3 separate regions of the Mus musculus genome follow, and all the other regions are linked to region 2. Evidence: chromatin contacts called from public Micro-C and promoter capture Hi-C data. All regions are on one chromosome and are shown on one strand. Each heading gives the region's core, a stretch centred on a gene start, on an enhancer-like site or on the middle of the called end of the contact. The rest is flanking DNA. Distances are from core to core; before and after follow the strand shown. Region 1 holds the start of Cnksr3 (Cnksr family member 3). Region 2 holds the start of Rgs17 (regulator of G-protein signaling 17). Region 3 overlaps Cnksr3 (Cnksr family member 3).

What was found. Promoter capture Hi-C pulls out the DNA fragments that hold promoters and counts their contacts. A called contact is a pair of places that touch in the nucleus more often than the background predicts.
Region 1: a Micro-C map of palatal mesenchyme shows a contact between it and region 2, with 4 times the contacts expected there. The contact joins the promoter of Cnksr3 here to the promoter of Rgs17 in region 2. A contact is called at or near these places in 3 of 39 promoter capture datasets (cranial neural crest, embryonic stem cells and hippocampal neurons), 3 of 484 Hi-C or Micro-C datasets (Sertoli cells, embryonic stem cells and palatal mesenchyme) and 5 of 115 datasets of contacts at active chromatin or transcription factors (astrocytes, embryonic forebrain, large pre-B cells and 2 more).
Region 3: a promoter capture Hi-C map of the 3T3-L1 cell line shows a contact between it and region 2, with 4 times the contacts expected there. The contact joins the enhancer-like site here to the promoter of Rgs17 in region 2. A contact is called at or near these places in 4 of 39 promoter capture datasets (the 3T3-L1 cell line, embryonic stem cells, hippocampal neurons and 1 more), 1 of 484 Hi-C or Micro-C datasets (cortical neurons) and 2 of 115 datasets of contacts at active chromatin or transcription factors (astrocytes and embryonic forebrain).

Annotation. Positions count from the first base shown.
Region 1 is chr10:7,210,984-7,214,516 of GRCm38.p6, forward strand. It overlaps Cnksr3 (Cnksr family member 3), which reads right to left and starts at 1,254. Exons shown (of 13, transcript NM_172546.2): 1 at 649-1,254. The coding sequence starts at 700.
Region 2 is chr10:5,920,612-5,923,969 of GRCm38.p6, forward strand. Rgs17 (regulator of G-protein signaling 17) reads right to left here and starts at 1,789. Exons shown (of 5, transcript NM_019958.4): 1 at 1,617-1,789.
Region 3 is chr10:7,120,543-7,123,892 of GRCm38.p6, forward strand. Cnksr3 (Cnksr family member 3) reads right to left here. Exons shown (of 13, transcript NM_172546.2): 13 at 1-44. Among named protein-coding and RNA genes, the nearest start is that of Cnksr3, 90 kb to the right of the region's middle. Within about 2 kb of position 1,924, at least 25 of the 459 cell types and tissues checked have an H3K27ac peak or open chromatin away from gene starts, as enhancers often do.

The sequences.
Region 1 (3,533 bases), core at 4-2,503, 1.3 Mb after region 2:
ACAGAACCAGACTGTAGTCCAGACACTCGGCTCCCTCTCAGTGCTTAACTGGCCTCAAAACGCTGCGCCCTTGGGGGTCCTGGCGCCTCCAGAGCTGAGTCCCTGCCTCTGCGGGAGTCCTGGCGCTAGGGTCCTCGCAGGCGCGAAAGCCCGTTCGCCCTCTCCAACCCAAACAAACAGGCTGGGCTGGCCGCAGGAGCCTTCGTCTACCTGCCCAACTGCCAGGTCACGCCCGCGAACTGCTCTGGGCCCGCAGCCTTTACTAGATCCAGGGCCAGGGGCAGTCACCCACACAAAGACGCCTTGTGCCTCTGCGCTTGGCTACAGGCAGCAAGTCCACCGTACCCGAACTGGCAGAGAGAGTGCCCTGGCGCCAAATCCCAAGCCCCACATTCCCAGCCAATCTTCCACGGAAAGGCCATCCCATAGCTCCCTGACTTAAATATAGGTGTCCAGTCGGCTGCAGTCAACGCGCACCCCCACCGAAAGAAACCGATCGGAGCAGGCGCACCAGAAAGAGACGCACAAGCCGCTCAGTAGAAGTTTGCTTTGTCGCCGGCAGGAGGGGCAGAGCACTCCAGTGCCCAACTCTTGGCCCGCCCCATCTCCCCGGCTGTAGGGCGCGGGGGTCCTCCACGGCTCGCTCACCTCTAGTCCAGTCCACCACTTGTTTGGGGCTCCACTTGGTCACGGGCTCCATGGTAAGCAGCTTCGCTGTCCGCTGGGCTAGGCAATCGACAGGAGTCCTGCAGCCTGCGCCCGTGGTTGTCCCCTGCGTGTGCCGGGAGTCCGCTCAAGCCTGCATGGCCGCAGTCAGCGGGCCATCGCGCTGCGGTTTCTGCGAGGGAAGCGCGGCCCTGGGTCTCTGCGCACGGGACAGCTATGTCCCGTACGGCTGCTCCCCGCAGCTACCGCTGTCCAGATGCAGTTCCCCCGACGCCGCTCTCTGCTACAGCTGCTTCTCCGCAACCACCGCAGCAGCGGGAGCAGGTTGCAACCTCAAACCCCAGGCCGGGGCTGCCCTGGCGTGGGACTCTTCTGGCCGGGAACTTCTAGGTCGGCTGGCCCTCCGCGGCTCCTGCGAGCGGTGTCCGTCCCCGAGGTCCCCACTCCGCGTGCGCCCCCGCCTCGAGCCTTCCCGCCAGTGGGTCCCACCTCCTGCGCCACCGTCGCGGGCCGCCCGGGCGGAGGAAAAAAGCGGAGCGTGCGCGCTCGGGTTGCAAAGTTTCTGCTCCGCTCGGCGCTGCCGGAATAAGAGAGGGGGCGGGGCGGAGCGGGAGCAACACGTGAGAGGGGCGGGGCCGCGATGACGTAGACTCCGGTTTCTTTCCCTCCTACGTCCCAGCTCCGGACGCCAGGGATCTACTTTTCCTCTTCAAGGGGTGGGCTGGAGCTGCAGCCTGAGTCCTGGAGAGCCGCTTGGCTCCGAAGAGGTCCCAGCTTAGTGGCAGCTGAATCCTGTAAACAGGTTTTTTTGTCTTTGTGTGTTGGTTTGAGATGTGTCTGTTCTCGTTTTTAAAAGCTTCGAGTCGCAATCTCGCCTTAGCTATTCAGCCTTTTAAGTTTCCTAAAGTAGGCCAGTTGTGTGTGTTTTGGACAAATGGATGGCGGTGTGCCACTGCTCCAAGGCCGCTACAGTGTATCAACTCTTCGGTTTAATAACACCAGAATGGCAGCTCTTTGAGTTGTGTTTTGACATAATGTAATAGTCATATTTTCAAAATGACCTAACGCTCGATTCAGATTAGTCATTAACCCTGAGGCGAAAGTTGTCAGCGAGCCAAAAAAGAAAAGAAAAAAAGAGAGAACCTTGCCTAGTTCAGCCTCTGACAGGGAGAGGAAAGCCCTTTCTGTACTACAAGCCTCAATTTGGAAGCAGAGCGCGGGTCTGGGGAAAACCCTATAACCGGTGTTTACCTCCCTCCCACACACATGCAGACACTCTTTTGGCCCTAGTGAAGTCTTCTTTCAATTATAGTTATTGATTTCCATCTTCCCCTGAGCAACTATTAACCCTATCCAAGGAGGAAGCTGCTTGTTATTGGGGTATATTGAGCTGGATCTGATCTTCCCCTTCCAACTACTTATCTTCTGAAGTAAGGGAGTGGCTAGTGTTTATTGATTCAGTAAATACCCGCAGTTGCTTTCCCTGCACCAACCACTGCGTTCATATTTCCTCTGTTAGGATAGCTGCTCTCTATTACACGTGAGAATCACTGCTAGCACCCAGCTATCTGTTGTATAGTGAGTGTTTTGGGTGTACAGCGTACACACTGTCTTAGCCTTCCTGAGCAATTCGTCTATGCAATGGAGAGGTACAACTATCAAAAATAGCGATTTTTTTTTTTTAACCAAGAGTAATTACCCAACCCAGAAACTTGACACCGGCCATGAGAAAATTCCTGGTAGAGTAGCTGCCCTCTTTTTAAGAAATGATCTTTGACATCTGTCTTTCCTTAACCATCTTGACCTCTGCACAGTGGGAACTGTGCCTACAGTTTCGAAAATAGCTATATGATTAGATGACCAAGCAAGTAATTCATCTATAAACAGTGCTGCCTTCCAAAGGGGACACAGTAGTAACGAAGTTGAAAGACGATGAATCTGGCTGCATAACCCCTGGAATCACAAAGAGGAGCAAATGCTATCAAATGCTTTCGCTGTAGAATTTTCCTTGATGTTTGACAATGTTCTCTTGTTCCTTTGCATCTGTTGCATTAAAAGCTGGAGTTCCAGAGTCCAGTTTGCTGAATTTCATCCCACAGATAACACAATCTATACTCGGCGCATAAGCAGAATATGCAAAGAAAGCCAAGTTAAAAATCTCTGACCAATTAACTATCTAAATGAATTAGCAACATGTTTACTCCTCCAGTCCTGCAGGCTAATTGCTATGTAAATAAGGCCTTCTACCTTAATTATAGCTGTTAGCCTGTGAAAGTTCTAGGGTGTGCTGACTGCCAGCCCAGATGTAAACTTTACATAGAAAGTTTGGCACATCAAAGAGGAGGGATTTTTAGATAAGCAGCTATGGAAATTGGTGTATATGCAAAAGCGATCAGTTATACACTTGCCAGTTTTCTTCCTGCTTGTCCCTGGTGGTGTGGTTCCTTGGTACCCACACTCTTCAGCAGGGGCACCCTTCCTCCTTTCTGCCTTGATGCTGCCAGGGCTCCTCCAACATTAGGAAATGGACAAAGCTTTTGACTGAATTTGATATGTTACAGTGTGGATACAAGAACCCAGTCTTCTGTGTTTCCTTGCATCTCCTTTTCTTGGCCAGCCGCCTTGCGTGTTTAGGTCATTTATTCAATCAACAAAATATGTTGTAAATGCTCCTGCCATACTGAATTGAGTATGAAGAAGATTAAAGATCTCACAGCTAGTGACTCTTGGATATCATGGGACTTTGCCAGGAAGGGTTTTCTTCTGTCACCTTTAGTCAGAAGACAAAGACCAAGGGGGTATAGAGGGGACATGGACCAGCGAGTTTGGGAATCAGTTTCACATTAATAATTTGAGTCTCTCAAAAT
Region 2 (3,358 bases), core at 539-3,038:
AGAAACATCGTCTTCACTGTAGGAGTAAAATTTATTTCTCATTTTGTCAATTAAATGGTTTGCAGAAAGGTTCAACACCCTGAAAACCAGTGTGTCTGAGTGCCGGAAATGCAGATAGAATCCAGTCTCAGAAGTGTTTATCAACTGAGGTTTCTTTTTATCTGTGATAGCCAACCCATGATGGACAGAATCCAGCTGTAACACCCTCCTCCCCCCTAAAAGACAGAAAGAGACAGCTAAAAGCTTGCAAAGTTCTTCAGACAAGACTTAGAAAGATGAATTTACTGAAGGGTCTGTAGGGAGTGGGGCGTGTTGGAAACTCTATGCCCAGAGCCAGGGGCAGGGTTCCTGGGTGACCAGGATCTCCCAAGTGAGCGAGCATTCTCATCTCTCAGTGGAGGAAGAGAACACAGGGTGGTCTTGCGCTAGCATCCTTTAGACCAGGTGACCCCTGCTCAGTCTGTTTTCTGAGTGAGCTGCAAGGACTGCCTGAGACGCACAGCAAGCAGTCTCCTGCTGGCCGGGAGCAGGTCCCCACCCACTGCTCACTGCTCTGTCCTTCCGCCATCCTCAGGTCCTCCGACATTTTCCATTAAGACACAGAGGTAGGATGAAGAGGAAACAACAGGAAAGTGTGTCTGCACCCAGCCTCTGCGGCAGCCAGAGAAAAGAGAGAAGGAGGCAGGCTAGCGAGGAGACAGCTAGAAGCTGTGATCCGTCCATAATCAGGAGAGCCAGATCTCACAGCAAGGGAGTCTGTAATGCACCCAAGCGGGGCAGCGCCTGGGGGCTGGTAGGCGTTCCTGGTCCTCACCCCCTTGGTTGCTGTAAAACAGACCAGGTGCAGAGTACACAAGAACTCGCTTTCTCTGGACTAAAGGGGGTGGGGGAGAAACAAAAGAGACTCTCACCTCTGCACCACACACACACACACACACACACACACACACACACACACACACACACACACACGTACGCGCGCGCGCGCACACACACAGCAGCTGCTCAAGGTATTTGTAAAGACATCACCTGCACCTGAATCTTTATTTTCCCTAAAGGCACCAAAAAATAAAGGGAGAAATGAGACCATCGAGGCAGTCCGCGGCTGAGACCATCTCGATTTATTTTCACCATCGATTCTCTACTAACCAAACAGCTATGAAAAGCCTGGGGACCCCGAACCCCTGAGCGCTCCCCCACCCGCCACCGCAGCACCCTCTCACCTCCTCCAGGTCCCCGAAGGTGCTGAGATTTCTCCCCGCAGAAGCAGGGACACCCGAAGCCGTGACCCGCAGGAGAGCGGTTCAGTCCCTCCACAGAGCCCGGGGACGCGAGTGGACCGGGCCCTGAAGCGGACCACGCGGGATTCAACTTCACGGAGCCGCGGGGCGGTGCTGCCCGCCGAGACCCGCGCGCCCCACTGCTTTATCAGCCAGGGCACAGGCAGCGGGCGCCCCCTCCGCCCTCTCTATCCTACCTCCCCCTCGCCGTGGGGGTGGGGGAGCAAAAGAAGAGAAAAAAAAAATCAAGCCCACCCATCAGTGCAAAGCAGACATTTTCATGTTATTATTTTTATTTTTTTTTATCCTCTCCGGGATTCAGAGGTCGCGTCTTACCGGGTAGACTTAGATGTGGGCGAGAGCTCCGGGGTCCGGGTCCGAGGGTGCTCGAGAGTGGGCTGCTCCGTCCTCTAGCGGAGCAGGCTCCGTGCCATCCGCCCAACTTCAGCACCCGGCGACGGAGAGAGGGAGAGAGGCCAGGATAGAGCAGAGAGGGAGGAGGCTGGGGTGGGCGGGGAGGGAGCGGAGCAGCTTGCAGCGCATGCGTCCGGGAGACAGGCGCAGCCCCTCGCCCCGCGCAGCCGGAGGTGAGGCGTCCTCCCCTCCCGCGGGCGCTCGGATGCGTGAGTCACTGTCGCGTCCCTTCCCGGCGTGCCCGCCCGGCGACAGAGCTCACAGTGTCAGTGTCTCTGTGCCCAGGCGGCTCTGGCGACAGCAGTGGGGGAGGTTCTGCGTTGAGGGTCGGGGTCAGGGGTGCTTCTTGGAGAGAACACACTTTGTGGGAAGGAACCTCCTCCCCCACCCCCCAGTTCACTTTTACCCAAAGCCCATGTATGTTCACCTAGTCCCTGGGACCATGCTTGCAAGCCTCTCAGGCACTCAGGCTCCCTTAGCCTCGGGCTTGCTTCAACCCTCTTGCCTGGGGGATTCAAGAGAAGGTAAAGTTAAGTAAGTTCTAGACTCTGCGTTATTGATGGCTTACCCAGAAATACCCAGGAATCCCTCCAGGCGCTCTCTGGTCTTAGATATGTGTACCCTCTGGGCCACTGGAGCTGGGGTTTTCAGCGAGAGAAACCTAAGGCAGAGCAGGGGTCAAGAACTCTTAGCCTGCCCTTGGTCTTGCAAACTTTATATGCCCCAGTACTACAGGGGAACGCCAGGGCCAAGAAGTGGGAGTGAGTGGGTAGGGGAGCAGGGCGGGGGTCGGGGGGGAGGGTATAGGGACCTTTCGGGATAGCATTTGAAATGTTAATAAAGGAAATATCTAATTAAAAAAAAAAGAAGAACTCTTAGCCCGGTTTGGAAACCTGGGGCCTAAAGCGTCCTTATTGGACCACTTGGCAGTCACAGGAATTGTCAATCTTTCTGCTCACCAGCAGAGCGCAGCTTGGTGGTGAAGGAGCCTAGATGCTTATTGCATGCCAAGTACTAGATTGTGCCTCCTGTGGTTAGGCTGAAGTGTTTCTGAGGGGGAGCGAGGAAAGCAGATATCTTTCTCTTTAGATTTCACATCTGTGGAGATGAGAGAGTTCCCGCGGGAACGACTAGGCTCTTCCCTGACAGCTAATTAGAACTGATTGTTTGTAGATGTCATGACACTCCCCTGCCAGGGGTCCTCCAGTGTGCAAATACTGTTGGCATTCCAGCCCACCTGAGAAAGCCCCACAACTTTCAATTAATATAACTCAGGGTCTTTTTTATTCAGCTACATCTACTGCTTTGGATACTAATACCCTGAAAGTGCACTTTCTTGGAGCCTGTCTACAAACTATTGGTCTGTAATGAGAAATAAATACAGAAGCAGAGTGTGAAATTTGGAAAAATTTCTAGCGATTTACCAGCACCATGGCACCTGGGTGCTTTGCTCAGTTATCCTTGGCAGCTATATTTAAGGGTAATTCATTTTTGTTGTTGGAGATTATGAAAGTTTATCTTAGTCCATTATGGCTGCTCTAACAAATACCACAGAGTGGGTGACTTACAGGCAACAGAAACTAACTTGTCACAATACTGGAGAGTGGAAGGTCTAAGGTCAGATTAAGTCAGATTGGATATTTTATGAGGGGTGGAGTTTATTT
Region 3 (3,350 bases), core at 674-3,173, 1.2 Mb after region 2:
TGTGATCCGCTCATTGCTGAAGTACCGGCAGAGGGCATCTTCCCCTGTTTTCAAGCAAAGACAAACTATCAGGACAAGAACCCCCAGATCTAACACCACACTGCCACCAAACACATGCATACCCAGCTCTCTGCCCTGCAAAGACCTATGAAGGGCTTGGCCCTCCAAAGAGAACCACAGGGGTTTGCCATCAGCGTTATGATGGTTCGATGAGAAATGCCAACACGTCTCCACTGCCAACTTATGTACTGACTGTGTATCCTCAGTGGCTGCACTGTGCTGAGAGCCTTTGGGAAGTGAGGCCTGACTAGAAGACACTTCTCACAATGGGTGGTCCTCTGCAGGCCATACCCACTCGCTCTTACTGTAAACATGGCTCGAAGCATCGAAGCATCGAGCAAGGGCCGCCCCACAACTTGAGTGCTGTACTGTCTTAACTCTTCTTTCTCTTCTGGGTTAGTTATGCTCGCCCTTTTGAGTTAATCCTCAGGACACAGGAAGAACATAGACAAATTCTTCACCAACGTGTAACCTAAGTAGCCCATAGCAAGGGATAAGGCAAAACAAAGACTTGAAAAAGATGAGCATCTGTTTGTAGCTACAGACAGAGCCTCCCTGGTTATTAGACAATCCACAAAATGAAGCCACACACTGTTCCCTGGGGTGATGAAGTACCTTGAGATGTTCTCAAGGTACACTGACCTCCCCATCAAAGGCTTTGGGGTATCAAGCTGAAAACCCATTTTAAGAACTGTCCTTTAAAAGAAAATATAAGCTTGTGAAATGGTTCAGTGTGTGTGGACACTTACTATCAAGTTCAATTCCTGAAACCCACGTGGTGGAATTAAAAAACCAACTCCTCGAAGTTGCCCTCTAGTCTCAACAACCATTCTGGCACCTATGTATTTACACACACACACACACACACACACACACACACACTCATACAACACACACAAATGCACAAGCATGCATACAGCACACACTCACACACAAACATCACACACACAAGCACACACACTCTCACACACCACAAACAAAAAACACAAACACACACAAGCATGCATGCACTCTCACACACCACACACAGACACCACACACATGCACACATCAGACACATACATACATATATACACACTTGTGCACACCACAGACAGATACCACAAACATGAACACACTTGCACACACACACACACACATATAGAGAAACACACATCTGCACATGTACACATACATGTACAATTTTAAGTTAGCTTGCCTAGGATAACAGTTTCCTAGTACTCAGAAGTGGCTGCAACTGGGGTCCAATCAGAGCAAGATACTTCTCCAGCTGCAGGGGAACTCACTGTTATCCATATGGCTCATAGCACACATGAATTAAAGGGTCATGATGGTTTACCCACAGGTTTTTTTTGTTTTGTTTTTTAAAGGAAAGGCCATGAGGCTAACCAGTGTATAATGTAATAGAATAAGTGGAGCTAAGAATGTGGAACCTAAGTTGTAGTGGAAACCCCAGAAAGTTGAAGATCATCTGCCAAGGAAGACTGCAGATACCAAACAGAGCCACTCTAAGAGATGCCACGTGCCTGCAATCAGAGCAGGGGTATGGAGCAAGATGGCCAAGCCCTCTGAAGCATGTATTACGTTACTATGCTACTGAGGTGTTATATGTGGAGTTAGACATGCTTTGCCTGGCTAGGTTTTAGTCTTGTGCTGTTCTGGAATGTGTATGCTGCAATTGAATACTAAAAGGGCATAACTTCCCTTTTGACTTCAATAGAGGCTCACAGAGTTGTCCTTGAATCTCAGAATACTTTGAACTTCCCAACAGTACCAAAACTACTAAGATGATGGGCTGGCGTGGATGCCTTGTGTATTATAAGGTGGAAGCGAGCCTTAGGAAAACAGGGATGGAATGTTGTGGTAAGACTGCGCAATGTTCCCCAGGGGTTTGTGTTCTTAGTAATAGTGCCCCAGCTTCTGCTGCTGCTTTGAGGAACTGTGGGAGCTTTAAGAGGCGGGACCCAGCTGACAAGAGGTCATTTGGGGTAAGCTTTGGAAGGGTACAGTCCAGCTCCTGGTTCCAGCTGCTCTCTGCTTCCTGGTCTATCACCAGGTAAGCATGCTTCCACCTCAGCCTCCTCCTGCCTCAGGTCAGAGCCTTTCTGCCACACTTTCCTCACATGACACCTGAAACTGTGATCCAAATAAACATTTCTCTAAAGTTGTTTCTGTAAGAGTTTTCAGTAATATGACATGAAGTGGCTAATATATTCAGGTTCCTTCAACGACCAAGAGGTAACACAATGGCCCAGCAGAATAGGAGAGCCGGAATGCTTTACCTTTATATTTGCATAACTCTACTTAAAATAATAAACCAAAGATGGAAAAAAATGTGTTTCTATCATTGCTTAGATGGCTCCTAGTGATATTCTGCACACTGCCTTGTTCAACCATTATCAGGAAAGCCTCCTCCTGTGCAGATGGGAAGAAGTATAGAGATCCACAACCAGGCACTGACTACACAGAAAGTAAGGACCCTGGAACACTCAGCGCTAAGTGGGATGTCTGCATAAAATCCCTCCCCTCAGAAATCAGGATCCCTGCAGAAGAGGAGGCAGAAAGAGGGTAAGAGCCAGAGGGATGGAGGACACCAAGAAAGCAACGTGCTCTAAGCCAATGTGATTGACACAGACGGAGGCAGCAAGCTCAGGGCCTGCACCAGGTCCTCTGCGTTTATATTATGGCTTCTACTTTAGTGTTTTTATGGTATTCCTGAGTGTGCAAAAGAGTGGCTCTCTGATCCTCGTGCCTTCTCTTGGGCTCTTTTCCTTCTGTTGGTTTGTCTTATCCAACTTCAATGTGGTAATTTTTTTTCAATCTTACATTTAATTTTTTCAAATGGAAGGAAGGAAGGAAGGAAGGAAGGAAGGAAGGAAGGAAGGAAGGAAGGAAGGAAAGAAGGAAGGAAGGAAGAAATGAAGGAAGAAATGAAGGAAGGAAGGAAGGAAGGAAGGAAGGAAGGAAGGAAGGAAGGAAGGGGGATTGGAGAGATGGTTCAGCTATTAAGACCACTATCTGCTCTTCCAGAGGTCCTGAGTTCAATACCCAGCAACCACATGGTGGCTCAGAACCATCTATTCTGGAATCTGATGCCCTCTTCTGGCATGCACGTGTACATACAGATAAAACACTCATACATAAAATAAATATGTAGCTGAGGATGACCTAGTCAGCCATCAATGGGAAGAGAGGCCCTTGGTCTTGTGAAGATCATATGCCCCAGTACAGGGAAATGCCAGGGCCAGGAAGCAGGAGTGGGTGGGTTGGGGAGCAGGGTTGGGGGAGGG